2 separate regions of the Muntiacus reevesi genome follow, and region 2 is linked to region 1. A link is a contact called in public Hi-C data. All regions are on one chromosome and are shown on one strand. Each heading gives the region's core, a stretch centred on a gene start, on an enhancer-like site or on the middle of the called end of the contact. The rest is flanking DNA. Distances are from core to core; before and after follow the strand shown.

Evidence for each region. Hi-C and Micro-C count contacts between places; a contact is called where the count stands out from the background.
Region 2: a Hi-C map of muscle shows a contact between it and region 1, with 6 times the contacts expected there. The contact joins the promoter of HAUS6 here to the promoter of RPS6 in region 1. A contact is called at or near these places in 2 of 3 Hi-C or Micro-C datasets (blood and muscle).

What each region holds. Positions count from the first base shown.
Region 1 is chr17:23,515,537-23,521,962 of mMunRee1.1, forward strand. It overlaps RPS6 (ribosomal protein S6), which reads left to right and starts at 2,480. Exons shown (of 6, transcript XM_065908258.1): 1 at 2,480-2,584; 2 at 3,078-3,209; 3 at 3,740-3,950; 4 at 4,108-4,254. The coding sequence starts at 2,579.
Region 2 is chr17:23,720,688-23,726,431 of mMunRee1.1, forward strand. HAUS6 (HAUS augmin like complex subunit 6) reads left to right here and starts at 4,216. Exons shown (of 17, transcript XM_065908446.1): 1 at 4,216-4,628. The coding sequence starts at 4,501.

The DNA of each region.
Region 1 (6,426 bases), core at 1,230-3,729:
TTTGAGGTCACCCCGAGGCTTTGTAGCTTGAATCTCCTAGAAGGGGGAAGGCACCTCGCCCCTCTGAAAGGATTCTGCTTCTCAACGCCCGGACCTTTCATATTAGCAGGTAGTGAATGGCAGCAGGGGAACTGAGCGCTCATATGATGAGGAACCCACCCAGTAGGGTGGAAGAAGGGGCCTGATCACCCCCCTGGGAGGGACTAGAAGGAGCGGGGACCCACAGGAGCCTGGAATAGGCAGGCGGCGATTGCTTGGTACACAGGTCGGCGAGCGTGCTAGGGTTTAAAAAGGTAATTTGTGAAGGTCATTTAGGAGGTGTGTCCACGCTGTCTCGGGGAAAGTTATTACCAAGCGATCGCCAGGGGATTTTTAGTATAGGAAACTGGTCCTTGTATGCTCATATTCTGCCCTCCCCCAGGAGGTGTCCTGTCGGCTGTGAAATTCTTGACCCCTCGGAATTGTTAGGCTAGAAGGAGGGGGATACAGAAGTGAGTATGAATTGGCTTTTCCAGAGATGGCCTGGGACATGGGGTATTTAACCCATCTGTGTTTTCATCCGCACCTGATCAAGCCCACCAAGGCAGACGGACTTTAAGGGAGAAACTGTCTTGGAAAAAGAAAAAAAAGAAAAAAAAAAAAAAATAAGAGTGGCGGGTTCAATCCCTGGGTCAAGAAGATCTCCTGGAGTTGGGCATGACAATCCACTCCAGTATTTTTGCCTGGAGAATCCCATGGACAGAGGAGCCTGATGGGCTACAGTCCACAAGGTTGCAATGAGTTGGACACAATTGAAGTGACTTACCACACAAATAGGGTTTAATAGAATCTTTCAGCTTTGAATGTGAAGTGGACCTAAACTCAAAACTGTGATACTGAAGCAGAAGATGGATGTGATAATCTTGGAAAGTAAACATTTATTTTAAACGCAGGGTTTTTTTTTCTTGAGGAAAAAATATGGAGTAAATATGTAATAGATAGTAAGTGTTCCATTCTTCAGGGTACTGTGGGTTTCAAAGTTAGATCATCTGGATTCTCATTCTCCCAACAATGTTCTGGAGGACTATCAAATGCACCGTGTTTTCTCCACATCTTTCTGTTCTATTAAGAGCTGAATTATTGCTGATTCAAAATTTACTGTAATACACTCAACTCATTCTTCCTCTGCTGGCTGGCTCCATACTACCACACTCTGAAAGACTAATACATATCAAAACTAGGGTTATGATCACACAATATTATTGAGCCTTACTTATTAAGTGCCATGCATTTTACTGCTTCCTGAGTATACCATAGTGAAGTTATCAGACCTAGCCTAATTTACCATCTAGTATGCAGATAGACCATAAGCAAACCATTTATGTATCATGATTAAATAAAGGAAAATAGTGCTACACTAGAGGAGAGGAATACAATTTCTGGATGTGTGGTCAGCAAAGGCTTCTCTTAGCAAGGACTGCTGCTGCTGCTAAGTCACGTCAGTCGTGTCCGACTCTGTGCGACCCCATAAACGGCAGCCCACCAGGCTTCCGTCCCTGGGATTCTCCAGGCAAGAATACTGGAGTGGGTTGCCATTTCCTTCTCCGCCTTGCATGGCATTAACAAATGGCAATAGCTGAACTTTGGATTGTGGAAAATATATGAAAGTAGGTTAAGAAGTTTGGAAAGTATTTAATTGCAGTGGGAAATAAATTGTGCTTCTCCAACAATGGAGTGACAGAACTTCGCGTTTTAAAAAGATCGCAGGGAAAAGGCAGAAAGCAGAGAGGTTCTTTAACAGGCACCAGGACTGGGAGTAACTATGGTTACGTTAAACGGCTTGCAAGACAGGCTGGCTGAATGCATCTTTCTGTGGTAGAACTGCAGGTGGCGCTAGTGCAGTAAAGAACCCGCCTGCCAATTCAGGAGACGGAAGGAATGCGGGTTCCATCCCTGGGTCTGGGAGATCGCCTGGAGGAGGGCATGGCAACCCACTCCAGTATTCTTGCCTGGAGAATCACATGGACAGAGGAGCCTGGAGGGCTTCATTCCATGGGGTCGCAAGAGTCGGACACGACCCAAGGGACTTAGCACGCACGCACGTGACAGAACGATGACTGCAAAGCGGTTAAAGGACAAGTGGATGATCAAGTATTTAAGAAAAAACAAAGCACAATTTTTCAAGACCGGACCCAGGGCAGGGCACGCTCCTAAACTGGAAATCTTCGGATAGAGCCTGAGGTACAGGAGAGCGCAGGACAGTCGAACTCCGATCCCGCCTCCTTCCTTGATATCATCAGAAGCAGTGTCCGGGACCGAGCAGAGTTGCTCCCTAACCCAGAATCGTACGGGAAGGAACAAGAAGTAGAAAGACTAATCTCCCGTACTAAACCTGTGCCACTTCGCATGCACCGCCCACCGACTCTTATCTCCCAACCGCTGATTAGCCCCACCCCGGAAGTACTGCCTACCAATACTTACGTCTACTATCCCTGGCGTCTGCACATCTCGCGAGAACTGAAAGAGCCTATGTGACCTGGGCTAAGCGGAAGTTGGGTCTCTTTTTCGTGGCGCCTCGGAGGCTGTCGGCCACTTCAGAATGAAGGTAGGAACTAGTGGCGGGTGTTCGGGTAGGCTTGTGAAACGTGGATCAAGCCCCACGATGTGTCGTTGCGCTCCAAAATCCTGGCCCTGGATGGAGAAGTGTCTGAGGCAGGAGAAGGGTCGCTCTTCTGGGGCCGGATCTCTATGGGAGAGCGGATGGCGAGCGATTGCAGCTGGAGCTACGCCGGTCGGGGAACGCCATGGTGGCGTCTTGACTCCCAGGCAGGACAGAGATGGCCGGGCTGACGGCAAGTAGGTCAGGCTCCTTGATCTGAGAGTGAACGACTGTGGGCCGTAATTGTCCGTGGCGGCCTTGCAAGATGGGTCCTACTTTTAGTGCCGTGTTTGTGGCTCCTTGCACGTGTCCTTTAGAGAATATAATCAAATTTTCTGTTGTGTGGGGGTGACAGGAAAGGCTTTTTGCTATGGAATAACCTTTCTAGTGGTTCTGCGATTTTCATGAAGTTCTTTTCCCCCTCGTTTACAATTTTTAGCTGAACATCTCTTTCCCGGCCACTGGCTGCCAGAAGCTCATTGAAGTGGACGATGAACGAAAACTTCGTACCTTCTACGAGAAGCGTATGGCCACAGAAGTTGCTGCTGACGCTCTGGGTGAAGAATGGAAGGTAAAAGTTGACTGTCGAGTTGAATTGTTAGCTCTATTTAAGAGAGGTGGTAAACGTTATTGGTAATTGATAAGTGTAATGGGGTTCACACTCGGGTTCCGTTTCCCAACTTTAGTTCCAAATGTCACTTTATAAGGTGACGCTATCACCCGGCAGGGTTGTGTTTATGTAGATCAAATGAAAATATATCGTTCTTGACCTGCAAGCTAAAGGTCTCCAAAGGGATCTTCAAAAGTGCCAAGAAGGGTTGTTTCTGATTTATAGTTCCTTGATACTTTGGTTTCATAACATACTCTTTCTACCCTAAGAGTTGTTAACTTTGGTAAAGTATAGGCTAGAAATATGTCTTGATTGAAAAGATTTTGCTAATCTAACTTGGGAAACTGGAAGTACAGACAAAATTTAGTGATTGGAGGAAACTATTTAAGGTGTCAAATCGGTCTTAATGAATGGTACTAAGCAGAATTAAGGGTGTACTTCTTAGAGGCCACAATCCTTTGTTTTAAATGTGTCATCGTGTTCTCTTGCAGGGTTATGTGGTCCGAATCAGTGGCGGGAATGATAAGCAGGGTTTCCCCATGAAGCAGGGTGTCTTGACCCATGGCCGAGTTCGCCTGCTACTGAGTAAGGGGCATTCCTGTTACAGACCAAGGAGGACTGGAGAGAGAAAGCGCAAATCCGTACGGGGTTGCATTGTGGATGCCAATCTGAGTGTTCTCAACTTGGTCATCGTGAAAAAAGGTGAGCCTTTTATTCTGGAGTTTATTTTTGTCAACACTGACTTAAATCTGATTGTCTTTGAAAGTGGACTTGGCTTTGGCAATGCCTGAACAGATTAGGGTTCTTGTTTTTAAGGAAGTTGTTGAATTAAAAATGTTTGTTCACTTTTTTCTTTTAGGGGAGAAGGATATTCCTGGACTCACTGATACTACAGTGCCTCGTCGCCTGGGTCCCAAAAGAGCTAGCAGAATCCGCAAACTTTTCAATCTCTCTAAAGAAGATGATGTCCGCCAGTATGTTGTGCGAAAGCCCCTAAACAAAGAAGGTATGAAAGATTATGCAATATAAGGCTTTCTTAATTTCATTAGCTGTACCATTCTGTATGCATGTTGGAAGCAAATCTCTGCCTACTATTTACCTAGAATATGCGTTTTTAGGAAATTAGTGTGGAAAAGGGTCAAGATATGCAATTGGAATTAATCCTCATAACCAGTACCCTATAGTGTTAGAATTTTTCTTGAAAATTTGCTTTTGAGTCATTGTATGAGTTCATTGAAAGATAACTTCTCAGATGTTTTAAGTTCATTGCTTTGGGGTCAGGAGAAAAGTCTGGGATTGTGATTGAATATGCTCTCATGGTCACACACTTGCTTTGTTAACATATCAGTGGTTCTAATTTTTTGTTTACTGAAGTTGATGAAGTTAAGCTGATGCTTTCATTAACGTAAGTTGCTTTAACTTCTGAATGTGGATAGCGATAGCTTTGCGAATTAGAAAACCATTCAAGGTACCAGGGGACATTTTATATATATATATATATATATAACTATTATGTTGAAGTATAGTTGACTTAACTATAAAAATGCTTTGTTAGTTAATTTTGTTGTACAGCAAAGTGATTCAGTTATATGTAAAATCCTCTCCGTTATGATTTATCTCAGGTTATTGAATATAGTTCCCTGTGCTATGATATGAGTAGGACTTTATTCCATGTGTATAGGACTTTATTCCATGTGTAATAATTTGCATCTGAGAATCCCTAACTCCAAATCCATCCCTCCACACCCAACCTCTTGGCAACCACAAGTCTGTTCTCTGTGACAGTGAGTCTGTTTTGTAGAGTTTGTGTTGTATTTTAGAATCCACATATAAGTGATATGGTATTTGTCTTAACTGTGGCTTCACGCGGTGTGATCATCCATGTTGCTGCAGATGACGCTCATTTTTTGTACTTCCTGTTTCACTGTATGTATGTATGACGTCCATTCGTCTGTTGGTGGATATGGACGTTGTTTTCCTGTCTTGGCGATTGAGAATAGTGCTGTTGTGAACTTAGGGGTGCTTGTGTCTTTCTGAATTACAATCGTGTCTGGATATATGCCTTGGAGTGAGATTGTTGGATCATATGGAAACTCAATTTTTAGTTCTTTCAAGAAAACTTGGTGTTTTATATTTTAAGCAGGTATATTGTTCTTTAGTCAATATAACACATCATCATAAATAACATGTTAGTTTCAGGTTGAGTTTTCCTGACAAATCAGAAAAAATTGGGGTATTGGTGTCCAGGACTGTGGGCTTAAATAAGCTAATTAATACCTGGCATGTGTTAAGTGCTTATTGGTCACTCATTCCAAGTATTTGGAAACCTTCTCTGTGCCAGGTTCTATTAAGTACTGAAGATATGGTGTAAATACACAATTATTCTCATGAAGATCATACACTTTAAAAAGTAATTGTAGTCGCACTCCTGGAAATAACATTAGTAAGTGCTAGTTCATAGTATTTATAAGATGGTTCTTGTTTCTTTATAACTCCTTTATCATTTAGCAGAACCTGGAAAATTGAGCATTTAGTCTTAGACTATATATATGGAGTGTTTATTGCTCTCACAGGGGTCCACAAACTAAAACCATTACATCTGAAAAGACTCCTGCTCTGAAGCGGATTTATAATCCAGACAGGCTCGATGAAGATACTTTAGGAATTTGCTGGTGGTCCAGTGATTAGGACTCTGCTTTTACTGTGGTGGCCTAGATTCAAATCTTGGTTGGGGAACTAAGTTCCTACAAGCAGCACAGCATTGCAAAAGAAATTAATGAATGTTGATGGTTTTACTCCTCAGAAGCAGATAAGCAGGTCCTGTCTTGGAAAATAGAAATTTGAGAACAAATTGGGACTTCAAAGCATGGTGGGTGGGATAGTGATGCAGTTAATGCTTTAAGTTTTCATGACAAATTAAATACTGTTTTAAAATAATGCTCACATGTCTTATGATATAGACACATGATACCCTACCAAGACAATGTAGTTATGGAAGGGATATCAAAGTGAGTAGTAAAAATTAAGATAGGACTTCCATCTGTTCAACTATTTAAATAAAATAAATTTATGTATGACCTTGAACTTGACATCTAAACTATTGGTATGGTTTAGTGAGCTGTTAGAGGATTAAATGTGCTACTAAGTTTGAATCTCTGATGTTTTAAAAATGTAAATG
Region 2 (5,744 bases), core at 2,966-5,465, 210 kb after region 1:
AAACTATATTATTAAAAACAGGGATTTTCCTGGGTGTCCAGTGGCTAGGACTCCATGCTTCCAGTGCAGGGAGCCTGGGTTCTAGTCGTGGTCAGGGAACTAGATCTCACATGCTGCAGCTGAGACCAGGTGCAGCCAAATAATTAAGAATAAAAGGACTTACAAATTAAAAAAAAATTGTATTACTAAAAATGAAGACACATGCATCCCAACTTTCAGTAGCCAGAACACGGAGGCAACCTAAATGTTCATTTACAGGGGAATGGATAAAGAAGATGTACATATATACAATGTAATAATCCTCAGCCATAAAAAAGAACAGTATAATGCCATTTGCAGCAACATGGATGGACCTAGAGATTGTCATATTAAATAAGTCAGACACAAATACCATATGATATCACATATATGGACCCTAAAAAAAAAAGACTACAAATGAACTTACTTACAGAGTAGAAGTAGACTCACAGATGTAGAAAAGAAACGTGTAGTTAGCAGGGGAAAAGGGAGGGGCGGGATAAACTGGGAGACTGGGACTGAAATATACACACCTATATATAAAATTCCCAAAGAAAGGCAAGCCCCAAGAATGCTCAAACTACCATGCAATTGCACTCATCTCACATGCTAATAAAGTAATGCTCAAAATTCTCCAAGCCAGGCTTCAGCAATACGTGAACCGTGAACTTCCAGATGTTCAAGCTGGGGCCGAGGAACCAGAGATCAATTGCCAACATCCACTGGATTATTGAAAAAGCAAGAGAGTTCCAGAAAAACATCTATTTCTGCTTTATTGACTATGCGAAAGCCTTCGACTGTGTGGATCACAATAAGCTGTGGAAAATTCTGAAAGAGATGGGCATACCAGACCACCTGATTTGCCTCTTGAGAAACCTGCATGCAGGTCAGGAAGCAACAGTTAGAACTGGACATGGAACAACAGACTGGTTCCAAATAGGGAAAGGAGTACATCAAGGCTGTATATTGTCACCCAGCTTATTTGACTTATAGGCAGAGTACATCATGAGAAACGCTGGGCTGGAGGAAGCACAAGCTGGAATCAAGATTGCTGGGAGAAATATCGATAACCTCAGATATGCAGATGACACCACCCTTATGGCAGAAAGAGAAGAGGAACTAAAAAGCCTTTTGATGAAAGTGAAAGGAGAGTGAAAAAGTTGGCTTAAAGCTCAACATTCAGAAAACTAAGATCATGACATCTGGTCCCATCACGTCATGGCAAATAGATGGAAAAACAGTAAAAACAGTGTCAGACTTTTTTTGGGGGGTTCCAAAATCACTGCAGATGGTGATTGCAGCCAGGAAGTTAAAAGACACTTACTCCTTGGAAGGAAAGTTATGACCAACCTAGACAGCACATTAAAAAGCAGAGACATTACTTTGCCAACAAAGGTCTGTCTAGTCAAGGTTATAGTTTCTCCAGTGGTCATGTATAGATGTGAAAATTGGACTGTGAAGAAGGCTGAGCGCTGAAGAATTGATGCTTTTGAACTGTGGTGTTGGAGAAGACTCTTGAGAGTCCCTTGGACTGCAAGGAGATCCAACCACTCTATCCTAAAGGAGATCAGTCCTGGGTGTTCATTGGAAGGACTGATGCTGAAGCTGAAACTCCAATACTTTGACCACCTCATGCGAAGAGTTGACTCACTGGAAAAACCCTGATGCTGGGAGGGATTGGGGGCAGGAGGAGAAGGAGATGACAGAGGATGAGATGGCTGGATGGCATCACTGACTCGATGGGCATGAGGTTGAGTAAACTCTGGGAATTGCTGATGGACAGGGAGGCCTGGCATGCTGAGATTCATGGGGTCGCAAAGAGTGGGACACGACTGAGTGACTGAATTGAACTGAACTTATATATAAAATTAAGTGAAAAGTGACAGTGAATGTCTGTTACTAAGTCGTGTCCGACTCTTTGCGACTTCATAGTCTGTAGCCCACTAGGTTCCTCTGTCCATGGGATTTCCCAGGCAAGAAAACTGAAGAGAGTTGCCATTTCCTTCTCCAGGGGATCTTCTGGACCCGTGGGTCAAACCTGCATCTCCTGCTTGAGCCACAAGGGAAGCCCTTATATATAAAATAGGTAGCTAATAAAAACCTGTTGTATAGCAGAGGGAACTCTATTCGATACTCTGTAATGGCCTATATGAGAAAAGAATCTTAAAAAAAAAAAAAAAAAGAATCTAAGAAAAACAATGGATATATGTATATGTGTAACTTAATCACTTGGCTGAATATTTGAAAATAACACAACAATGTATATCCACTATAATCCAATAAAAATGTAAAACAAAGAGACCCTAGAAAGACTCATTTTAAAAAAAAGGAAGACAAATTAAAAAAGCAAGACTGAATTATAGTGTCTAGGGAAGGATGAACAGTCAAACTACAAGAAAATGCTAGGAAGTTATTATTTTAAAAATGAGGATAGTGGTGACTTTTCAGGAAAGGAGAAGTTTCTGGAATAGATGGAAAACATTTATTTCTCACTTGATTTATGAGGATGTTCACCTATATAAACACATTAAACTATTTTTAAAAAGTAAATTGGACTTCCTGGGATATAAATCTTGATTGAAGTGACACATGGGCCTGCCATTTTCTGAGCATTATTAATATTTGATCTTTCCATTCTTCATATATGCCCTTCAATATCCCCCCAATAAAACCCCTTCAGAGTCATTTTTGCTGCCTGCAACAAAAGAACACTAATTGATTCAAGTGGCTTTTGTAAGTTACCACTAGCAGTGAGGTGTATATAGGTAACTTTTTGGAGAAGTTTCACTGTGATAAGAAATGGACTGGTAGCTTGAAAGCCACTGAGGTCAAAGGAAATTTTTTTTTTAAATGATGAAAGATATTAACAGCATGTTTATATACTGCGGGGAGAACTGATGATGAGGGAGAGAGTAGAGGACAAATACTGGAGCAAATTCCTTGAGTGTGAGAAAAGGAATACAGTATATTGAATGAGGAGAGGCTTGGTCTTAGGTAGCTACACCCTGAATCACCCAGATTAACGAGACAAGGAAGTCTATATGGGCATAGATATAGGCAGACTGGTAAATTGTTGACGGAGGTTCTTTTTGGGAAGCATCTATCAACTAAGAACAAAGTTCATCATTGAGAGTGAGGAGGAAGAAGGTTACTGGAAGATTAAGAGAGGGAAGAATATAGGTATAATTGTATGGAGAGTCAGATTTGGGAAAAATAGTAGGGTGGAGCAGGCAGGCCTAAGAGTCTACTTCAGTTGTCATGAATTTTAGATGACACCAGGCATCATGATTGCATTTAACTGCTAAACTTCAGTATGGAGTAGGCAGAAAACTGATTTAACAGCGATTTGTTTTCTGCCAGATAAACCTGGCAAAGAGAAGGGGGCGAGGGTGCTGAGAAGAGGTCAAGAAACTGAGAGGCCAGGGCATTGGAAAGGTCGCCTACATGGATACTGAAATCATCAAAAATTATACAGGAGTAACGTTGGAGAGACAGAATTAAATGCGAAATTTCAGAACAAGGTCAAGCAACCTGGAGATCTTGTACTTGGCCTTCACAAGGAAGAGTTGAAGGTGACAGCATACATTTCAAATAAGCTGGTGATTCTAGTGAGGCAATAATGCCTAAACTGGTGATGAGAAATAAGTAGGACCCATCCCATTTCCAGGTCCCGTTGTATTGATATATGGCATGTAGAGGAGAAAGCAATCAATTGACAGGGCTGCAGTGGAAAGGTATATGCGTAGGGGAGAGCCAGATTTCTTAAAGCAAGGAGCTGAAAGGAACATTCAGTCCTTTAGGGCATAGAAGATTTTGTTAATAATAGACCCGACGCTCAGAAATAAGGCGACATGCTCAGGGTTACACATATACTGAGAATAGCTGAGGAAGAAATCCAATGCTTTTTCTACTACACTGAATAACAGCCTGTGGTGTTTTTTTTTTTTTTTTTTTTTTTACGGCCTGTGGTTTTTATCTGACGTAGTAGGCATATACGAGCAAAAGGAACCACAGAGCTCAGACAAAAAGAGTCAGAAAGCGCGAAGCCAAAGAATGCCGTGCAAGCGCGAGAAAGTTCGCCAGCCCCGCAAAGCCTTGTGGGTCTTGTTGTTCTCCGTCGGTCTTGCGCGGAAAAGACCGAGGGGAGGGCGCATTGCATGGCGGGAGATACAATCCTCTCAGGAAGCCCGTCCTCCCCCGGCAGCCAGGCGGCGTCTTCCGGAAGCGCGGGACGCTCGGTTTGTGGTGTCTTCGCTCTGGCCGCTGTGCGGTACTACAGTTAGAGGTTCTATTTTCCCGAGACTTTAGGATTTCAGGCTACTTGAGGCCATTTGAGGCGAAATGGCTCCGAACGAGAGAGGATCAATGGCAATGGAGGGGCCGCCGCCACCTTAGGCTGCCCTTAGGGAAGAAGCCTGAAGGGCCCTCTCAGTCCCTGGAGCCTGTGCTTTCTTTCTTTGCCGGGCCCTGGCTACCGCGAAGATGAGCTCGGCCTGGGTCACTTCTTTCGAAAAGGCGCGTCTGTGGATGTACCTGCAGGCGCTCGGCTTCGAGCCTTGTCTGGAGACCATAGCCTGTGGAAATACTGTGTCACACGCGCACTTCGGAGTGTAAGGAGGACTGGGCTGGCGGCGGGGGAGTCTGAGACTGGTTCCGTTGGCGCAGCCCGCCCTGTTGCTACCGGCGGGTTGATAAGTAGTCGGTTACTGTGGTCCGGCACTGGCTAGAAAGCCTCTGCTTCCAGCGGCAGCTGACCTGGCGGCAGGGACTGTCCGTTATGGAGCCTTGCCGGGAGCACTTTGTAGGGAGTAGAGTCTGCTGCAGGGGCGAAACTGGAGGGGCGGCTTAGGCCTGGTTTGGTCGTGAAGCTGGTTGGTCTGTGTAGACGAGGGAGAGGTGGCGATTTGGTAACGGAGAGCCAACGCCTTCCATTGTATAGAAACGCCGTTAGGACTCAAGGCGGCCTTTTTAAATTAGTTGCTCTTTAGTTTATACATTTTACTTATTGGATTAGACTGAAGGACGCCACAGTTAGCAAAAAAACAGTGGAGGGTGGTACTAAGCTGAAAAGTAAATGCTCCTTCCTACTCTGCTACAAATGTTACAGTCTCATTATAAAAAGAAACTTTGTTTATATTTCTGTGTCTTAGCAACTTTACCCAGTATTATCTTTCCCACTGAAGGCCAACGAAAATTTGGGATACATAGACTATTTCCTATTCTCAATCTTCTTGACTTTTGTAATTACGTTATTTCCATCCTTCTTGTGTCATTATTTAAATAATGTGCATAGTCCTCTATTTCTTGATGTATAAATCTTAAAAATATCTCTTGATTTCCCGCTAAGTAATTTCACAATGGAGGTGGCTTTTTCTTTATACGAAAATTAGTTCATCTACACTTACCTACCCTCTTTTGCCTTCTCCCTTTTCTTGACTTTTTCAGCTGTATTAAAATTGTTTTACTGTCAAGGTTTAGGGACTCCTAACCTCTCTGTGCCTTAGTTTCCTCATCAGTAAAATGGGTGTAGGGCTTCCCTGGTGGCTCAGTGGTAAAGAGTCTGCCTGCCAATGTAAGAGACACTGGTTGGAACCCTGGGTGGGAAAGATCCCCTGGAGAAGGAAATGGCAACCCACTCCAACCTTCTTGCCTGGAGAGTCCCATGGATGGAGGAGCCCGACAGTGCTCCAGTTGGTGGGATACAAGTGAGCACCTGCTGTCAAGGT